Linked DNA regions of Mus musculus: region 1 is linked to region 2. The links are chromatin contacts, called in public promoter capture Hi-C maps. All regions are on one chromosome and are shown on one strand. Each heading gives the region's core, a stretch centred on a gene start, on an enhancer-like site or on the middle of the called end of the contact. The rest is flanking DNA. Distances are from core to core; before and after follow the strand shown. Region 1 holds the start of Rims2 (regulating synaptic membrane exocytosis 2). Region 2 overlaps Atp6v1c1 (ATPase, H+ transporting, lysosomal V1 subunit C1).

Region 1 (7,320 bases), core at 3,365-5,864, 520 kb before region 2:
GGAAAACAAAGACAACCAAAGTATCTAAAAGTATGTCATTAGTTCAAGAAATTTCGAAACATTCAACAAATGGGACAGATACTGACACTTAACCCAGTGTGGAATTCATTTCCCAAAATGCAGGACGCATTTGCACTTCTTTGTACACAAATACACATACATGCATGAGCACTAATATATAAACACATCTAGTTACATGAGTATATATATTTGTACCTCAATTTTATCGTGCAAAGAATAAATGTTCTAGTAACAATAATTGCACATAGGCAAATTGGTAAATAAGATATTTTGTAGCAAAAGTATATATTATCTATTAAATAAAAATTGTAAATTAACTTCAGAAACCACTTATAAAATTGCACTATTAAAAAATTTAAGCTGGATGTGGTGGCGCATACATGGATATTACCAGCACTTGGGAGGCAGAATCGATCAGATCTGTGTGAGTTTGAGGCCAGCCTGGTCTACACAGTTAATTCCAGGACAGCCAGGGCTATGTAGAAAGACCCTGTCCTAAAATAAAATAAAATAAAATAAAATAAAATAAAACATTAGCCAGAAACTGTAGCATATACCTTTAATACTAGCCTAGCACTTGGGTGGCAGGGACAGGTGGATCTCTGAGTTTTAAGGCCAGTCTGGTCTATGTACCAAATTCCAAACAAGCCAGGGCTACAAAGCAATACCCTGTCTCAAGCATAAATAAATGAATTAAACTAAGTACAATAAAACATTTATAACTCCTCATATGTGTATACAGTATGTACTTGTTAACTTAATCTGTCATGGATGTGCTTTATTCTTTCGATTTGAGGAACATGTTGTCCTATCAACATTAATAGAAAGCCCAAGCTGAGAACAAAGACAATACACATCTCCTGAAAAGCATAAATAGGTGTGGTAGCTCAATGACTGGTCATCCCAGCACTTGGGATTAGAAAGGCAGAGGCAGAAGAATCATTTAAGGTCAACCTGGGCTACACAGAAAGACACTATCAAATGAAAGAAAGGGAGGAAAAGAGCGGAAAAGATTTTAAAAAAAAAAGTAGGGAGAAAGAGAAGGAAGAAGTGTTCAAAATACTTTGTATAAAAAGACTATGTTGCGAACATAATAAAACCACATTACACATTTCCTGAATACCTTTCTACTTGATTTTTAGTCAGACCAAAATAAAATAAAAACAAAAGACAATGGTAATACACAGTCCCTAAATAGTTTTTCTTTCAAAACAATGAATCGTCTTTTTTCCACAGAATGAGTGAACTGTTTCATTTGCATGGTAGTTCAGCTCAACATTACTTCCTAGGTACCTATTATGTGTTAAGATGCCAAGGAGCAAGATAACCAGTGACTCCTCAAGGCTCAGGGCTGAACCGGCTGCAGGAATTCATGTAAGGGCACTTTTGTTTTCTTTTGTTTTAGTAATTAACAAGGGGGTTAGTGGGATATAAAATGCTTTGAAAAATACAGTACCTCATTCACATGGAAGATAGTATTGTTTGATAGACAGAAGACTTCCTGGGTATGTATGCATAGCTGGGCCTTAAAGAAATCACTGATAATGAAGTACGAATCATTTCTAATTACTCAGTCTCTTAAAAGAGAATTCAGTGTGGTGGCCTCAACTTGTTTTGATGGCTCACCTTTCTTATTGAAAACATCTCAGGCATGATCTCTTAATGTATGCATTTATTCATAAATTATATTCATGTTAGTATTAGCTGACCATACTAAGCATTAATGGGGCTTAGTCTTTTTTTCTTCAAAGATGGGACTATATGTTTAATCTGTTCTTGTATTCCAGTATATCATCTTGTGAATCCCTTGGGTATACACATCTTACTTTGAATAATATTTAGTATGGATACTGAGACTCACAGATCACACAAAATATTTTTATCCAGCCTTCAATTTCTTCACACATCAAACTTATTTTTATTATGATAGTTAAAGAGTAGCAGATACAAATTTGAATTTTAGTTTACTTCTCTGTGCCTATGACCTTCTCTCAGGAAAGATGCTAGCTAACATTCAGTTAAATGACAGACAGTTTAGTGAGGAGCTGATATATGGTCCTAGATTTTCAAGAGAAAGAGTAAACACAACTATCAGGATTATTTTTTCTACACAGCATATTTGTTATTTAACACCCAAGGCTGGAAACATATTATTTAATAAATGGTCAAATTTTTTCAAACTGATTTGCCTCTTGTTCCTGCAATACTATTATAAAGTTTACTCTCAGTTTCCTTGTCCACTCTCATTTCAAAAACATTTTAAAGAACATTTAAAACTATGTGAATAACTACTTAAATCTGAGTCTATATTTCTCGTTGATGTGATTTCACATATTATATAGCTATATTTAGAGACTGTGTCTGGCTAAATAAAGTGAAATAAATATACAAACATATATTTGCAAAATATGGAGGTTTACTTAGAGATGTGCACATATATACTTGACCTGGAAAACCCTTTTTAAACATCTATTCAGTAAAATACGCTCTTCATTTTGAGCAATTTGTAGTTCAGTACTCAAACAGTCACTAAAATGTCCATATATTGAAACTGTGAATAAAAACTACATAAGATTAACTAGCCAATAAACACTATGCTTCAGTTTACTATAAATAAAACCCCATTTCCATTTAAATATGTAGGTCAAAGAAATAAAGCCATATTTTATTTGAGCATCATTTTGGCAACACTGATTTTCAGCAACTATATTAAGAAGTGTAAATTTATATATCTGAATATAAATCGTAATGATCAGAATCTTAGCACATACTAGTATATAGATTAAAGTTGAGCAAAGTTAGAGTATGCTCAAAAAGCTTTTTTAAAAACTATTTTTATTATTCCATAGTTTAAACTGATTAAATTTCTTAACTTTTTATTCCTATCCTATGACCATGAATAAGCCAAATTCCCTAGTAAATATTCAAACCTAAAAATTAGTATTGAAGCAATTCCTAATTGTTCTTTTATTATTTTGTGAGAACTTGTATCTTTTAAAGATATATATCTATTTGATATGTTTGTTACCATAGGTTATGTAAAATCTGCTTCACTAAAATGTGAGAAGATGTACATCTAGACAAGGTGTGTTTTCATTTGTAAAAAAAAAAAATACTGAATTCAACAACCTGTTTTCAAAATAAGTGGTGAAGGTCAGTAAGCTATTTCTTTTCAAGGAGGAAGTCAACGCTTTTAGTTGTGTGTTTCTATAGCGATTATGGGAAAGTGTATTCGGTGACATGCAAGAGAACTGCCCTCCCTCTCTTTAGGCATATACAGGTTAATTTTTATAGTGAGTAACGACTTGGACAAACATTAAAGGGTTACAGATCTTTACAGATCCAGACAATGACTTTCCAGAAGCAACCGAGATATAAAAAATCATAAAACATTTAAAAGCAAACCTGTAGAAACAATCTCAGCTACAGTGCTACACTGACAAGGAATCCCAAAGTAAAGGAAAACTCATTCTGGACAGTTCCCTGGTGCTGAAGTTACACCGCCTCTAAACCGATGCTTGGGTGCTACTTTCACGCCTCCCACCCTCGCCAAAACCCCGCTGGCTGGACTGTGAGCAAACATAGTAGAACTTCACAAGCAGGGAGCAACCCAAACTGCCACGATGGTAGGAAGTGGAGTCTCCTCGGGATCCTACAGATTTACTAGTTGCAAACAGGAAGAACAGCAGCAGAGTGCAGGGTGTTAGCACCCGCCGAGGGGGAGGGGCTGGAAGATGGCGGCGGCCGCACACCCACCCGAGACGAGACGAGACCGCGCTTAGGCCCCCTCGCCCGCCCCGCAGCCTTCCTGTCCGCTGCGACCGTGGGCAGCGCAGCTCCTCCCGGGGCTGGGGACGGAGCCGGCCCTCGCAGGCGCGGGACGAGCGACCCCGGTGGCACCGGCACCCCGGGCCTGGGCGCTTCACCCGGGTCCGGCCCGGGAGCACCTGTGCACGGCCATATTGGATTCCTTGCCCCAGTCACTGCCTCCGCGCGGGGGCGGCGGGAAAGGAAATGGGACGCGAGGAGCCAGGGTTCAGCCTCATCCCGGGAGCCGAAGTGGCCCGCGGGGAAAGCCGGAGGGCGCCGGGGAAACCGCCGCCTCCCCGAGCTCGCCACCGTCACCTCAGCCGGCCTCGGCGCCCTCCCTCCGCGACACACACCCCCGCGGCTGACAACTAGAAAGCGACCCTGGCGGCCGCGGGCCGCAGCCCTCGTGGCCCCCGCGCCACCGGCGGGGAGGAAAGGCGGCGATCCCCGGCGCGCGGGCGGTCGCGGGGAAGCGGCCGAGGGGGGCGGAGGGCAGGGAGGGAGGCGGGAAGATGGAGCCGGGTCCTTACTTGAGCACGGACTGCTCCTTCTCCTCTTCTTTCTTCTGACGATCCATGACAGCCAGGATGATTTTCCTCTCCTCTTCCGTGAGGTGGCTGAGGTCCGGCATCTCGGGCTGCGGAGGAGGTTGAGAGGCCGCCGGGGTGGGAGCCGGGCGGCCCCGGGGCCCGAGCGGAGCCGACATGTTTGGCGGAGCCGAACCACCCTAGGGAAGCAGGGAGGCAACTCCGCTGGCAGCCGCGGCTCGGGCGCGGGCGGCTGGGGCAGCCTCCGGGGCTGGGACAAATGCATACAAATCAATGGCCTTCAATCCGAGGCGACAGCCCCCCTCCCCCAGGAAAGAAGGCAGGGGGAGGGGAGGGCCGAGGGGGGAGGGCTGAGGAGTGCGCTCGGGGAAATGTTTCTTCTTCCCGGGGGCGAAGGGCTGCCAAGTGAGCGGTTCGCGGGAGCGAGGAGCTGGAGGCCCCGACGCCGAGTGCGCGGAGCGGCGGGGGAGGGCGGTGGAGTAAGGTGGCGGGGACGGCTGAGGGTGGGGTGACTGGAGGGAGGCGGCCGCGGGCCGGGGCGCGAGTGTCCGGCGCGGCGGCGGAGCGGAGCGGGAAGCGCTGCCCGCGAGCCCGACCCCTGGGGAGTCCCGGGAACTCGCCCCGAGCGCCCGGAGGCGGCGAGAGCGGCCGTCCCGCCGGCTGGCGCGTCACCGGGCTCCGGGGCTCCGCGAGGGAGGACCCCTCCGGGAACCACGAGGCGCGGGCTGCGGCAGGGGACCCCAGCCCCCACCCCGGCCCCAGACGGCCGATCTTCCGGCCCGCGGCCCGCGGCTGCCAACGCCCGGACCCAAGTGAGCTCGCGCGCGCCGCGGGGCCGGCCGCCCGCCGCGCCTCATCACGCGCCCGCCCGGGGTCCCGCCGCCGCCGCCCCCAGTGTCCGCGGAGTCGGCGCGGCGGGCCCGCTAGGTGCACTCGCCCGCGCCGCCTCTGCCTCGCCGACTCTTCCCGCCGGGCCCGTGTCCCCTGCGAACCGCCCAGGCCCGGACTCGGCCGACGCTCGCCCCGGACCCTGCTAACGGCTGGGGCGGGGCGGGGAGCTGTGAGGAGCAGGGCGGCGAGGGAGCGGGCGCCCCGGGGTGCGGGGCTGTGGGCGGTGGGGGCGGGAGGATCTCAGGTGGCTGGCGCCGAGCCTGAGGGACCGGGCGCCCCCCGAGCTGTCCCGGGCGGGGTACTGGACCCTGGACGAGGGAAGATCGGAGCAGGTGGGTGTCCCTGCGGTGTCAGCGGCCCGGGACTCGCAGCGGGGAAGAGCCTGAGGGAGTGGAAAGGACCTGGGCGGGAGTGCGGAAGTTCTGGAAAACTGGGTTGTCGGTACCCGCTGCACGGAGAGGTACAGAAGACAGGATGCTGGGGCGGTTTGCCCGAGGCGATTGGAAGGTGTAAGAGGGAAAGGGTCAGATCACGTCCCCGGAGGAATCGGGCCGTTCAGCCCCTTTCTGCCGGTCACTCTAATCTAGAGAAGAGTCGTTATTGGAGCGTTAGCCTGATTTTAGAAAGCCTGGAGACAGGCTCAGTCAAAGAACAGAAGAAAACCGACTCCAATAGGAGGGAGGTGGCCACCACCGGCGCGGGCTCTCAGAGAAGCCCAGCGCAGCCCAGACAGCTCTCCCTCGGGGCGGGGCGAGCCAGCTGAGGTGATCTGGATCACCCCCTCTTCCTCTTCCTGCCACTAGACAGGTGCTTGGTTAGCAAGGTTACAGTGTTCGTGCGTGTGTATGTACACACCCCTACCACGCCTTCCACACTCGCACTGCTTAGTACTAGGCCAGGTTATAGGCTGGTGAGTAAAACCTTCGGGGTTTGTATTGTATTTACGTGTAGTAAGCTCTCTCCCTCCTTTGTTCCCCAGGTACCATCTGACTAGTCTCAGTTTGAGAGAACTGGGAACAGACAAAGCGGCACTACATGTCTCTTGTGATTTCTAAGCTGAAATATCTATATTGTTTTTCTCCCATCCTTTGTAACTAGAAAGAAAAAAATGGAAACGTTTGCTTATGTTTTGTTTCATATTATTATTACTACTGTTCATTGCTACTACCATTCACCTGTTTTCAACCGGATTCATAATCCAAATTAGCTTTCACTGCTTTGTGCAAACCAAATGAGATCATATTAGCCCAATTGATTTAAGTGTTTTACAGTTGAAGAATTTTTATAAATCTCTAATCCAGCCTCATCAATAGGAAATTGAAGACCAAGATCAGAAGATGTATAAGTATGGTAAATAATAGAGCTGGAGCCAGACTCTAGAAACTAAGTATAATTTAAGACTATCATGCATGGTTTTTAAAGTTAAGACACGAAAACGTGGGTCACTTTAAAATACTTGAACCTAACCCTAGAGCAAATGGATCAGCTTCTAGAACTTAGACCTTAGTCGTGGATACACTTTGAAAATACCCCAGACCACTAATGTCTAGCAAAGGTTGGGGGCCATATATTCTAAGGAAGAAAACACTTCTAAAGAAAATTGAGTCTGTTACCTAAAATTCAAATGCTAAGTTTTATTATACACACACTCCTTTCTTGTCATGCATGGCTGTTACCAAACAGTTGGTATACGTACAGCTTTAACCTAGGAAACACAAACCGCCAGAACACGGTAAATCTCCCTTTAAATGAGACGATAGAACTATAAATACTAGTGTTCCACCTTATTTCTGTTTCCATTTTTAAAAATACCATCCTTCAAAACCCAGCCAACATCATCATCCCAACAGGATCAGAACCCAGAATACACAAACACTGCTGAGTCTGAAGATTCTGAGGTTAAAATAGCTTAGTTATTTCAAATATGTTAAATGTGAACTTGAAAGCAGTTATTCAGATTGGGGAAATGTGGGTTCATTTGCAGCAGACAGTCACCTTCTGGGACCTACATTATTTTCTGCCAGTCATACAGTGTTCTGAGGTCTGTTTC
Region 2 (7,027 bases), core at 438-2,937:
TTAAATTATTAAAGTGATTAGCAAACAACCTAACTCTCTGAAATGGTATAAAGTCCTTTCAAAATCAGAGCTTATTCACTAACTTATGCAGTCCCCCACCCAACCCCGAAGCCTGACTTCTACATGTCTACCACTAGAGGACACTGTGCACTGAGCCTCACCCTCCTCCTGGATACCTGCTTCCAGAATACTGTGTTGACCTCTGAGCTCAAATGATGTAGAGAAGTTACTACTGGTCAGGATCGACGGCCCAAATGAGACTGCATGTTAAGATACAACCACTGTCTTCAGTTTGCCATGTGAAGAGTTGGCTTTAATAAAGGGTATTACTCCAAATACAGGGGGAAAATCACAATGAGCTCAGATTTGTGACTTATTTCTCAATACTTGTCAAATGTCAACGATACCTTATGTTTTATATACTCTATCACGTCTTAAACTAACTTCCTAACTTCTTTGACATTTGAGAAAAGACAGTGGGACCCAAAAGTTCAAAGACATACCCAGGCAAGCTAGAAGAAGAACCATCAATAGGGTCCATGATTTTCCATTATACCAAACTAACTCCTGTATGGCACAATGAGCTGGAAAAGAAAGTACTTCTGGCCTGAGCTTACGAAGTTCACTTTCTCACTGTCTTTGATACCTTCTCTTTAACAAGGCATGTCATGCAGCAATAACTGGCCACAGACTGGTGATATAGGTCACAAGCTACAAAACCATTGTCAACCCTGCCTTGCCTTGCCATTGGGCACTTGGAAACCATATGCTTTAGACCACCTAAACACAGCCTCCTATCCTATGTAGAAATTAGCTGGCTAAAGTGCCTCACAGCACTGCTGTAACTAATAAATAGACAATGCACATTAAACTCATAACTCAAAATGCTTACTAAAAAGGCAAGCATTCTGTGGCTTTTTAAAGACTATACAGATCTGGCCCCATCATCTACTCAAACAAAATTTGAAGGTTCACACATTCCAGGAGCTACCTGATATGACTCCTTTGCTAGGTAAATGAAGACTTAGTTCCTAGAGGAGACACAGCAACAGCGGATGGAAGCTTCAAGGAGGCAACAAGATGTAGCAGAAGCCCCATAGCTGGCCCTGGCCAAGCTCCTTAAACCCATGGCTGGCCCTGGCCCTGGCCCTGGCTCTGGCCCTGGCATCATCTTCCCGGTAAGTGTGGCTCTGGCCTCACCTTATAGTCCTCACACCTCCATCTATGAAAATGAGGGGTCAAGCCAGGTATGCCACTCCCTTCTAGATATGAAATGGTGATAACTAGAGTTGACAATTTATGAAGTAAAAACAAGGGCTCTAAAATTACAGATTTACTGCAAAGGAAACACAGACCACAAAGAGATTTCCTAATCCCACAAGCTGTTGGAAGACTTGTAGGAAACAAAGCACTGTTGCAAGATGGCTACTTACTTGCTTGACCTTGGTACTACCATTTCTGCGAGCGTTTCATACTGCTTAATCCAGTCATTGTGGTTCAGCCTGCAGAAAGGACACAGTAAACATCAGGAAGGACAGACAAGTCCCATTTCTGCCATGTCCAGGAAGAGAAAACATGGGACACATGGGAAATGTGGCTCCAATAAAGCACATCATATGTGTAGCAAAACATCAGTCTCCTACTGAGGGCGCCTCACAAACACGGAATGAAGCAAGAAGTCTGGACTGCCTCCCGCACAGCCAGGGACTGTTGCGACAGAGGCACAGCTTGGCTTGTTAACGTGGCAAAGCACAGTACAGATTCTACATTATTTTTAAACTGCATGGCTGGAAAACATTAATTTATACCTCATTTAAAAAAACAGAAGAGGCCATGGGAAATTACTACCATTTGGTGGCCATTACAAAAGGCTAACTAAAACCCTATTTTACAGAAAGCAGGGCGTACCTCAGGAAGTAGCGAGGACACAGTAACAATAAAGGAGACTGCCTCAGAACACTGTGCAACAGCTTTCTGGAAAGGCCACTGGCTTTGGGGGTGTGGAGAGATAAGTATGTGTGATTTACAGTAAAGGTTGGTAGACACAGGTAGCTGACTATGTAAAGTGATCTACAGGGGCTCTTGTTTACATCTTATGGTACAAAAAGCTGAAATTTTCTCAACACAATTTTAAAATAAAGCCAAGTAAGAAAAATATGGGCAAATATAAATAGGATTTTAAAATAAATATCATGTTCCAATGTTCTGGGAACAACTGTGCAAGAAAAGCATGGAGCAAAGCTTTGCACCCTGGGCACAGTGATGTATGTGTGCCTGTGACTCCAGTACTTGGGAAGTGAAGGCAGGAGCAGGGCAAGCCCCAAGCCAGTCAGACCATAGTGCCAGTTCAAGGACAGCCCTAAAGAAAAAAAAAACCAGAAAAATCCAAAAGCCTACACTCTGAGGAGAAATGCTCCAGTCAGGTACCATTAGGGAAACTGATTCCCTTACTATTCCTCTCCATCCTCCTCCAGGAGCCAGTGTTTCTCTTTTATTCCCAATTCCCTAACCAGATAAAATACAGAACAAAGAAGGTAGGCTTCATGCAGTGATATTCTAAAAAAACAATGCAGCCTGTCTCAGCTTAGAATCCCCAGAGATGTCAGCAGTGCAGGACCTGAGGCCACTGAACGTGTCTCTCCAACACAGGCTTTTACGCCCTTCTTTTGAAACAGGGCCTTACCATGTATCTGGCTGGCCTGGAATCTCTTGTGCAGCCTAGGCTAGCCTCAGCTCACAGAGATCTGTCTGCCTCAGCCTGCCCACTGCTGGGATTAAAGGTGTATGCCACACTGTGCAAGCCACCCACTCAGTTCTACTCTTTACTTTCTACTCTTTAGATTCTCCAAAACTACACATTGAGCAAACATTCATACAGAAGTCAAAGGGAGACCTCAAAGGGTTATTAGATCCAAAGGTGAGCAAACTATGTGCATTTGTGTTAGTAAGCACAGTGCTTTTACTTCGCCTGTTCACAGACTCTGCGGCTGCTTCAGCTCTAACAACCAATTGCCACGGTAAAGCACAGCAGTTGTTAAGAGTGGCAAAGCCAAAAAGACTGCCCAGCCCTTTATAGGGAAAAAACACATTCTTCACTTTCTGGGGTCTTTCTGTTGTTTTTTTTCCGAGACAGGGTTTTCTCTGTGTAGCCCTGGCTGTCCTGGCACTCACTCTGTAGACCAGGCTGGCCTCGAACTCACAGACATCCACCTGCCTCTGCCTCCCCAGTGCTGGCATTAAAGGTGAGTGCCACTATGGACTCTTGAAACAGACATACTTGGGAACTACCACCAGCAATGTGACAAGATACTCCGAATCAAGAACAAAGTCATCTTTCTTCACGATTTCCGCCAGGCTTCGCGTTAGCAAACTTCCCCTGAAGAGTAAGAAGAGAATCACTGGTGAGTACATGTCCAAATGCTTCTGTAACCCAAGGAAAGAAGGGCAGGGTGATCTCGTGGTAAATGCACCTCAGAGGCATCAGTCTTAGGAAACAGTTTTGCTCCATAAGAAGTCAACAGTTAGGGGCTGGAGAGCTGGCGACTCAATTCCCAACACCCACATGGTGGCTCAGCTACCAGGTATCTGACACCTTCTTCTGACCTCCAAGAAAGAGCCCTAGGCATGCACTTGGTCCACATACATACAATAATACACAGAAAATAAAAACTTTTAATTAAAAAAAAAATGTATATAAGAAGTCAATAGTTAGCCAGATGTATCCTATCCCTGCAACCCAAGAAGTGCCAATGCCTGTCAAAGTTTGACATCAATGTCCAACTCTGTGCTTATTTTAATTACCATAGCTCGGTTCTTCTCTTAATTACATATCCTGGCTGGGACAGTACGAGTTACCAGATACCAGAGTCTATTTCACTGTAATTATGAAATTATGTCATCTAAGCACAACCTCTGCTTTCTCTCTTTCCCCAGATATAATGTGATACTATTTGGTCTTCCATAACGAAAATGCCTGTCCTGTTTGTACCACAGACCATCTCCATCCAGCTTTCTCCTTGGATGATGATACAACTTTGAACAGCTATGTACTTAAAACTACACTTGGCGGCTAGAAAGATGGCTCAGTGGTTAAGAGCACTTGCTACACAACCATGCAGACCTGAGTTCAGATACCAGCATCCATGTAACAAGCTATGCACACCTATAACCCAAAGAAGTGGCTAACACCAGGAGGGAATCTGATGACTCCCCTGTTCTCCGCATGTACACACACAGACTCATGTGCAATTCTCTCAAATACACCACATACATACATACACACACACACACACACACACACACACGCACACACGCACACACGCACGCACAAGGAAACTACCAATAACAAAACAGCCTAAAACTACACTTGCAATAATACTGTAAGATCAACCAAATAAGATTCCAAGTTAATACTTTAAAAAATCTAAACCTAGAAACAGAGAAAGTAGAAAATAATCATTATAGCACAATTACATAAAAAAAAAACTTTGAACCAGCAAGTGATTGCTATGTAATAAATAAATTGATAAAATAATTAACTTTACACAAATTTCAGTAAAACATCAAATGCATTAAAGGAACTAAACCATAGCTCACGTGACAAGTCAATTTATAAACAGTTTAATAAACCAGCAAACACTGATTTCTTCTCATTGTTCAAATTCTGTAAAATTACTGAACTTTCTCTATGAAATACTTTAGAAATCATAAGAAGTATTTTCCATGTGTGTACACGTAAAGAAGTGTACGTATGGCACACATGCGGGAGCCTGCAGAGGTTAGAAGAAGAAATCCGGATCACCTAGATATGAAGTTACAGACAAGTGTCAGCTACACGCGAGTGCTGGGAGCCAACTCGGGCCCCCTGCAAGAGCAGCCAACACTCTAACTGCTGAGCCATCTATCCAGCTCCCCACAAATCATTCTGATTACAGAAACAGCACAAACTAGAACTTTCTAAACCCTAATGGTGTCCCGCACAACATGCATGCATGCACCACACACACACATTTAGCATCCACAAAGACTTACGCGTTCTTTCGCTCTAAATTCTGAAGATTCCCTTTCAGGTTATTGTATGCAGACGCCCGAGACTTTAGGTCATTATCGATCTGAGTCACTCCCTTCAAAAGAGAAGAAAAACGGGCAAGTTATTTCTAGGTTTGCCTCTACCAATATAATTTAAATATTTTCTGGCATAAAAATATATGATTTCATTAAAACTTTAAAAGGACATTTAAAAAATAATCAACTTCACTGCCTTTAACCCCACTTGAGAGGCAAAGGCAGTTTGATTTCTGTGAATTCTAGGACTGTCTGGTCTACAGAGTGAGTTCCAGGACAGCCAGGGCTTTACGGAGAAACCCTGTCTCAAAAAACAAACTAACGCAAAACAAAAACAAAACTTCATTATTAACAAATTTCCTATGAATCTTTTTTTCTTTTTTTTTTTTTTTTTTTTTTTTTTTTTGAGACAGGGTTTCTCTGTATAGCTCTGGCTGTCCTGGAACTCACTCTGTAGACCAGGCTGGCCTCGAACTCAGAAATCCGCCTGACTCTACCTCCTAAGTGATGGGATTAAAGGCATGCGCCACCACGCCCGGCTCCTATGAATCTTTTGTACTACATTAGTCCACGTAGTTCATTTACTTGCTATTGCCACATTACTTCCTAAATCAAGTGACCCAGCCCACTAGGTGGAAGATTACTAAACAAAAATCTTCTAAGGCTAGACATGACGGCACACACCTTTAATCCCAGCACTCAGGCGGCAGAGGTAGGAGAACCTGAGTTCAATGACAGTCAGGACTACTAGAGAGACCCTGTCTCAAAAGACAAAACAAAGGGGCTGGAGTGATGGCCCAAAAACTAAGAGCACTGGCTGGCTGCTCCTCTAGAGGACCCCAGTTTAATTCCTAGCACCCAAATGACAGCTCCCACCTGCCTTTGCCTCCAGTGTAAGGGGTTCTGACACCCTCACACAGGTGCAAGCAAAACACACCAATGCACGTACAATAAACATCGAAAAAAGTTTAAAAAAGGAAAAACCTAAAAAGTATTTCATGGCGCTCTCTCTCTCTCTCTCCCTCTCTCTCCCCCTCTCTCTCTCTCTCCCTCCTTCCCTCCCTCCCTCTCTCTCTGTGTGTGTGTGTGTGTGTGTGTATGTGTGTGTATGTGTATGTAGTGTAGCAGAATTTTCCCTGTCCAATCAATTTAAATATTAATACAAGAAGCATGTGACTGGACAGAGAAATGGGAGACGGAGCTAAGAGTTTTAGAGACAGAGACAGGAGAAGGAAGGAAGATGGAACAAGTGGAAGATGATCCAGATTCCATGTGCTTTAAATAGCCCCAGGTAGCTATGAATATCACAAAGGATAGAATAATTGGGATAGCTTGTCTAATCTAGGTGGGCAACTTGTATCATTATCAATTGGCTCTGAAATTATTGTATGGGCATCTTGCGACTTGAGAATCTACTGATATATAAATCTGGCTGATTACTTGTAAGTTTCTAGAGTTTTGGTTTTACCAGGCTACTGGGATTTGGGACCACTAACCACAGGGGTGGATGGCTGGGAATGGGAGCAGAATCTACAGAAAGAGAACCGTGATGGGTCGCTGCATGTGGCAAGCCTAGAGGCAGCGAGACAGTGGGCAGCGAGTAGCAGGGAATAGCGTGGGATGGTGCCAATTTTTTAATATTTCCCACAACATGTATGTATATATGTATACACACACATATATATGACACATATCCATGCACATACATAATTTAAACAAATCTTCTATAAATCAGTGTGCCCATCTGCCTCATTTCGTGTCTTACCTTGGCAATTATTTCAGAAATATTTTTCAGAGACTGCTTGATTGGATATTTAGCCATATCCCACTGGAACCTTGTTATGTAAGTAACCAAGTCAACTGAAATAAGACAATAAATTAATTACTGAAGAGAAGTAGCAGCATTTTCTTGTGGGTTTTGTTTGTTTGTTTAGATTCTTTCAAGACACAGTTTCTCTGAGTA

Evidence for each region. Promoter capture Hi-C pulls out the DNA fragments that hold promoters and counts their contacts.
Region 1: a contact with region 2 is called in a promoter capture Hi-C map of hippocampal neurons, with 6 times the contacts expected there. The contact joins the promoter of Rims2 here to the enhancer-like site in region 2. A contact is called at or near these places in 10 of 39 promoter capture datasets (the SN4741 cell line, embryonic stem cells, frontonasal cranial neural crest and 5 more), 2 of 15 datasets of contacts at CTCF or cohesin (the NIH/3T3 cell line and large pre-B cells), 3 of 484 Hi-C or Micro-C datasets (embryonic stem cells, nephron progenitors and stem cell-derived primordial germ cell-like cells), 28 of 115 datasets of contacts at active chromatin or transcription factors (PVALB interneurons, SST interneurons, VIP interneurons and 16 more) and 2 of 9 other capture datasets (embryonic stem cells and liver).

The regions. Positions count from the first base shown.
Region 1 is chr15:39,195,580-39,202,899 of GRCm38.p6, reverse strand. It overlaps Rims2 (regulating synaptic membrane exocytosis 2), which reads right to left and starts at 4,614. Exons shown (of 27, transcript NM_053271.2): 1 at 4,362-4,614. The coding sequence starts at 4,537.
Region 2 is chr15:38,677,416-38,684,442 of GRCm38.p6, reverse strand. It overlaps Atp6v1c1 (ATPase, H+ transporting, lysosomal V1 subunit C1), which reads right to left. Exons shown (of 13, transcript NM_025494.3): 5 at 6,830-6,924; 6 at 5,032-5,123; 7 at 3,278-3,376; 8 at 1,434-1,502. Among named protein-coding and RNA genes, the nearest start is that of Atp6v1c1, 19 kb to the right of the region's middle. Within about 2 kb of position 1,687, at least 21 of the 459 cell types and tissues checked have an H3K27ac peak or open chromatin away from gene starts, as enhancers often do. A contact at or near this core is called in hippocampal neurons and liver, where this site is marked.